2 separate regions of the Mus musculus genome follow, and region 1 is linked to region 2. Evidence: chromatin contacts called from public ChIA-PET data. All regions are on one chromosome and are shown on one strand. Each heading gives the region's core, a stretch centred on a gene start, on an enhancer-like site or on the middle of the called end of the contact. The rest is flanking DNA. Distances are from core to core; before and after follow the strand shown.

What was found. ChIA-PET counts read pairs in DNA pulled down with a chosen protein or histone mark.
Region 1: a contact with region 2 is called in an RNA polymerase II ChIA-PET map of memory CD8 T cells, with 73 read pairs. The contact joins two enhancer-like sites. A contact is called at or near these places in 6 of 484 Hi-C or Micro-C datasets (the G1E-ER4 cell line, embryonic stem cells, liver and 2 more), 2 of 115 datasets of contacts at active chromatin or transcription factors (embryonic stem cells and memory CD8 T cells) and 2 of 9 other capture datasets (adipose tissue and pancreatic islet).

The regions. Positions count from the first base shown.
Region 1 is chr15:100,264,571-100,267,270 of GRCm38.p6, reverse strand. No RefSeq gene overlaps it. Among named protein-coding and RNA genes, the nearest start is that of Tmprss12, 15 kb to the left of the region's middle. Within about 2 kb of position 1,435, at least 8 of the 459 cell types and tissues checked have an H3K27ac peak or open chromatin away from gene starts, as enhancers often do. A contact at or near this core is called in memory CD8 T cells, where this site is marked.
Region 2 is chr15:100,179,062-100,181,761 of GRCm38.p6, reverse strand. It overlaps Dip2b (disco interacting protein 2 homolog B), which reads right to left. Exons shown (of 38, transcript NM_001159361.2): 21 at 326-453. Among named protein-coding and RNA genes, the nearest start is that of Atf1, 47 kb to the left of the region's middle. Within about 2 kb of position 1,336, at least 68 of the 459 cell types and tissues checked have an H3K27ac peak or open chromatin away from gene starts, as enhancers often do. A contact at or near this core is called in memory CD8 T cells, where this site is marked.

The DNA of each region.
Region 1 (2,700 bases), core at 186-2,685, 85 kb before region 2:
GACCCCAATTATGTAATAAATTCAAGAGAGCAGGGGACTGATGGAGCTTTATTCAATGATCCTGTGGAACCAGGAGGTGGCCTAAACAAAACTGGCTAACTTGGCTTCAAACCGTGCAGTTTCTGTTTTTGGTTTTGTTTTTTTGAGACAGTGCCTTACTATGTAGGCACTGGCTTTTCTGGGTCTCTCTCTGTTGACCAGGCTAGCCCTGCACTCACAGAGATCCACTTGTGTCTGCCTCTGGAATGCTGGGATTAAAGGCCTGAGCTACCATGGCTGGCTTTCACTCCTGCCCTCTCTTCCCCAAACACTTCATACTTCAAAGAGTTATAGTCTCCCCATCTAGCATGGCCCCTTCACCAAAGCCAGCATCTAGCATGGCCCCTTCACCAAAGCCAGCATCCTGCTGGTGCTTGAGACCCACCCCCTTCCTCCCACATACACAGGCTCAGTCATTAGCACATACAACTTTTCAGCTGTAAGAAAAACTAAAAGTACCCAGGGAAGAGGAACTCGGCTTCTAGGAAAGGTGTGCCACAGGCCTACTGCTCATCGGTGTCTCCAATAAAGAATCCACCACATTGTTGAGTGGCAAACAGCTGGAACATTTTCTTGACTAATGGTTGGAAGCAGAGGGCCCAGTCCAGTGTGGTAGGTGGCCCATCCTGGGCAGGTGGTTCTGGATTCTGTAAGAAAACAGGCTGAGCAAGACATGGAGAGAGCAAGCCAGGAAGCAGCGCCCTTCCATGCTGTCTGCATTAGTTCCTGTCCTGACTTCCCTCAGTGATAGATTGTGACCTGAGAGTCTGAAAATAAGCTGAAATAAAGCCTCTCCTCAGTTGCTTTTGGTGACAGTGTTTTACCTCAACAGTACAAACCCTGAGACAGTTGGCCTTGCTACATACTGCAGGCCAGCCTGTGCTAAGAGGGGAAGTAATAGAATCTATTATTGACTTACATCAGCTGAATATAAATACAGTTCTCTTCATAGACTTCTATTGGACAGCACAACATGCCATTCACTTTTCTGTGTTTTTGAACTGTATTCATTTTCTGAGTGCACCAAGTAAAAAAAAGGAGGTATTTTTGTATCTGTTCTATTGGAGGGAGCACAGAGCTGAGTCAGGACATAAGTATCTGAGAGGGCTGTGTCAAGAGAGCATGTGCATGCACGAATGCTCTCTCTCTCTCTCTCTCTCTCTCTCTCTCTCTCTCTCTCTCTCTCGTGTGTGTGTGTGTGTGTGTGTGTGTGTGTGTGTGTGTGTGTGTGTAACAGAGAGAGGGAGAGAGAGAGAGAAGCTGAAGCCACAGGGACAGTTAGGAGTTGACAGTTATGGCTAAGCTTGCAGATTCTTGAGGACTGTCAGTAGCTGTGGCCCTGTCCAGTGAGAATGGCTCTTCTCTTATAGGATCCATCTGAGGGCCTCCCTCTGCCTGCTCTGTGGTCTCCTGTGTCTGATGAGTTCCCAGCCCTCGCTTTTCTGCTGTGGTTTTCATCTGCTTACGTATCTGTTAGTTCCTGTCTCAATTTGCTGAGTTTGTAGGTGGCAACACCTTGCTTGTCAGCCAGTGCCATGGTTTGCGCTGGATAGATGAAATTTGTTTATATGTGCAAACAAGATGTGGAGCCATTCTGCCAAACATTGTTTTATAAAATGGAGTCACTCAGAGCAAGGCACAGCTTGAGAGCTCTTGTTTTCCACAGAGTAAGGCCTGAAGACCAACATTAGTCAGGGATCTCCAGCCAAAAAGAAGCAGGGGAGGAGAAGGGGAGCAAAAGAGGCCAGGATGGGAATTGGCCCATGTAATTGTAGAGGTCAAGACATTGCGGGCTGAAGAGATGGCTCAGTGGGTAAGAGCACTGACTGCTCTTCCAGAAGGTCCTGAGTTCAAATCCCAGCAACCACATGGTGGTTCACAACCATCCATAATGAGATCTGATGCCCTCTTCTGGAGTGTCCAAAGAGGGCTACAATGTACTTACATACAGTAAATAATTAATCTTTAAAAAAAAAAAAAAAGCCACAAGCCCTTAGTCCTTAGGGTCCAGAGCTCTAAGCCAATCCTCATCTCATTTCTGTTGCTGTGGCAGATGCCCTGACTAAAAGCAACATAGCAGGAGAAAGGGTTTATTTCCTCTTGCAATTCCAGATCCCAAGTCTATCGAAGGGAGAACTCAAGGCAGGCCTGCTTGCTATGCCATCAGCATTACCTCTGTCTGAGGAACTCCTTTCACAGTCAGAGAAGTTCAGCAGAAGCCATGGCTCACAGGTCAGCTTGTGCTCTGCTAGAGAAAAATTGTATCCCCGTACATACTATTTAGTGCATTCCCATGCACACTATTTAAATCTTACCTTTATTTTCAAAATTTAATATTTAAATGGCAAAGAATTTAATAAATGCTTTATAGTATCTTAAAGGGATCTACTTTTTGGCTTATAGATTGATCCTAAAACAGCTATCTTATTAGGAAAGGGAAAAACAGGTTTTCTACACAGAACGCTGCAGAAACATATTAATTCGTGTGACGAGCTGGCAGGTAAGTTGACTCAGTGTCCTGATTGTAATGACTAAAAAACTAAATTAAATTCATGTTTTAGATCCATCCTTGCTTGTCATTTTTCCAGTTTAGACTAGCTTCTAGCCTTTTAACTTTATGGCAATAGTTCATCAGAGACTGTGCATACTGACTTGGTAAAA
Region 2 (2,700 bases), core at 87-2,586:
TCCACATAGAAAACACAACACTTCAGTTAGAAATGAGAGAAAGATTCTTAGGTCTGCTCTCGCAGAGTGGCAGCCACCTATATTGGCCTGGACAGCACAATCTCTGAAGAAGGTCATGTTTTTTATCTTGGAATTCTCCTCAGTCTTCAGAATCAACAATCATTGACAGACTCTGAGACTGCTCACATTTCATGCCTCAGCTGCAGGACGGGTATTTAAAGCTGGGCTTTGTCACTCTAAGCTAGACCAGCCCAAGCACCTGGAAGAACCACAGAGCGCAGCTCAGATCACCCCAGAGTGGTGACACGGATCTCAGAGCACTCACCTTCCTCGATAGACGGTCTTTATGGACTCCACAGCCAATCCAGTAGCAACAATGTCATCGGCGTTATGTCTTCGGCCGCTGACCATGAGTAATCCATCCATTTTTCCAACCACGAACACCAAGCTACCCTGAAAGTTAGCAATGATTCACCTTCATTTCCATAGTTTAAAGGGTAAAACAGACACCTTACATTTCCTGTTTTCATGAAAATGTCACTAAACAAAACCAAACCAAACACTAAGAAACGTACCTGTGAAACATGTACACAGTTCAACTCCCAACACCACAAAAAACGTGTTTATACGAAAGAAAATAATGTCATAGTTTATGGGATTTATTATTATTTTTCTTTAGAATTAGTAAAAAAGCACATCTTAAAGCCACCAAGTCTTTAAAAGGCTCGATCTGTGTGCATGTGTGTGGGCACAGGCAGGCCACTGCCCGCTGTGACTCAGAGGACAACTTGCAGGAACTGTCCTCTCCTTCCACCCAATGGGTCCCAGGGACGCCTCTACCTGCTGAGCATCTGGCTAGCACCCACTGAGGTCTTACCGTCTATAAGAGATTAATCCGTTCCTATTTATTCTTAGGGGAAATCTCACTCTCACAGGGGAGAAACTGTGCTCACACACAGAGTTCCCTTTTCCAGCCACAGGTGTGCATTAGCTCTTCTGTAGTTGGCACAGGGTGAATACCAGGGAGAGAAATGTTACTTTATTGCTCCTGGAGCTAGAGAGAGCCAACGGTTTTAGTGTGTGAATAGTTGCTTTGAGCTCGCAAGGGTAACACTGTCTCCATTGGCAAGATCAGAAACACATACCCAAGAAGGTCTAAGAACCCTGCAGATTTTTGGACAACAGAGCAGCAGGCCCCTGGGTCCATTGGCCCTTCGCATGTCCTCTCGAGTTGGCAGTTACCTCCACAAGCATGTCACTCTTGCTGAGCACAGTGTAGTGCCACACAATGACTGGGCTAAGCCAGAAAAACAGAATGTCAATGCACAGGAAGCTGCTGGTCTACCCACAGTGCCAGAGGAAGCCAGCCAACTCCACAACGCCAGAGCCAGAGGGGACACACTTCTAACAGTCTGCTGGTGGTAAATGGAGAGAGAGGCGGCTAAGGGAATGTCCTGGTCCTGCAGAGGACATGAGTGTGGCTGCCAGCACAAAGTCTGGTGGCTCACAGCTCCTTTAACTCCAACACTGCTATGCATGTAGACTTGCATATACATTTAACATAATAGAAACAAATCCTTAAAAAAGAGAGAGAGAAGGGATGCCTGCTTCTCCAAATCTTTCACAGTGAGGCTGTTTAGCTGACATGGTATTTCCATCTTCATCTTCCTTGCAGCTAGATCTGACCATGGGACTGGTTCAGGCCAGACACAACCAGACCCTTTACATGGGGTTCAGGGGATCATTCATAGAGAGCGGACAACAGTCTATCTGTTTCAGACTGACGGTTGGAGCTGGGTCCTGGACCTCAATAGCAGTGCAGCAAGCTCGCTCAAGATTTGGGCTCTTGAGACAGCTGAAGCTGCACTGCAGTGTTAAGGGCTCAGTGTCACATGCTCTTACATGAGCTGAGCGCTAGGAGGAGGAAGAGGAGAAGGAGGAGGAGGAGATGGGCAGGAAGGAGCCATCGACAGATGGAGGGTATGAGTTGACAGGATAGTGACTACCCCATGGCTCGCCACTGCCCTACCCACTGGCCATCAGAGCCTGGCTCTCTGCTGCCTTTGTGTCCTGCTCAGGCTCAGTATGTGCCTTGAGAACAGGCTTTTGGGTCCTTGTCTCTCTAGACCACTACCATGAATAACACTTGCCAGGTAACGAACTGTTTTCTAAGAATTTACAATGACCCAGGGTGGGCACTGCTGAGAATCCTTAAGAAAACACTCTCATGCCCGGCGTGGTGGCACACACCTTTAATCCCAGCACTCAGGAGGCAGAGGCAGGCGGATTTCTGAGTTCGAGTCCAGCCTGGTTTACAAAGTGAGTTCCAGGACAGCCAGGGCTACACAGAGAAACTCTGTCTCGAAAAACCAAAAAAAAAAAAAAAAAAAAAAGAAAAGAAAAGAAAACACTCTCAGCTAATGGATGGATCACAGGGCTCCCAATGGAGGAGCTAGAGAAAGTAGCCAAGGAGCTAAAGGGATCTGCAACCCTATAGGTGGAACAACATTATGAACTAACCAGTACCCCGGAGCTCTTGACTCTAGCTGCATATGTATCAAAAGATGGCCTAGTCGGCCATCACTGGAAAGAGAGGCCCATTGGACACGCAAACTTTATATGCCCCAGTACAGGGGAACGCCAGGGCCAAAAAGGGGGAGTGGGGGTGGGTGGGTATGGGGGACTTTTGGTATAGCATTG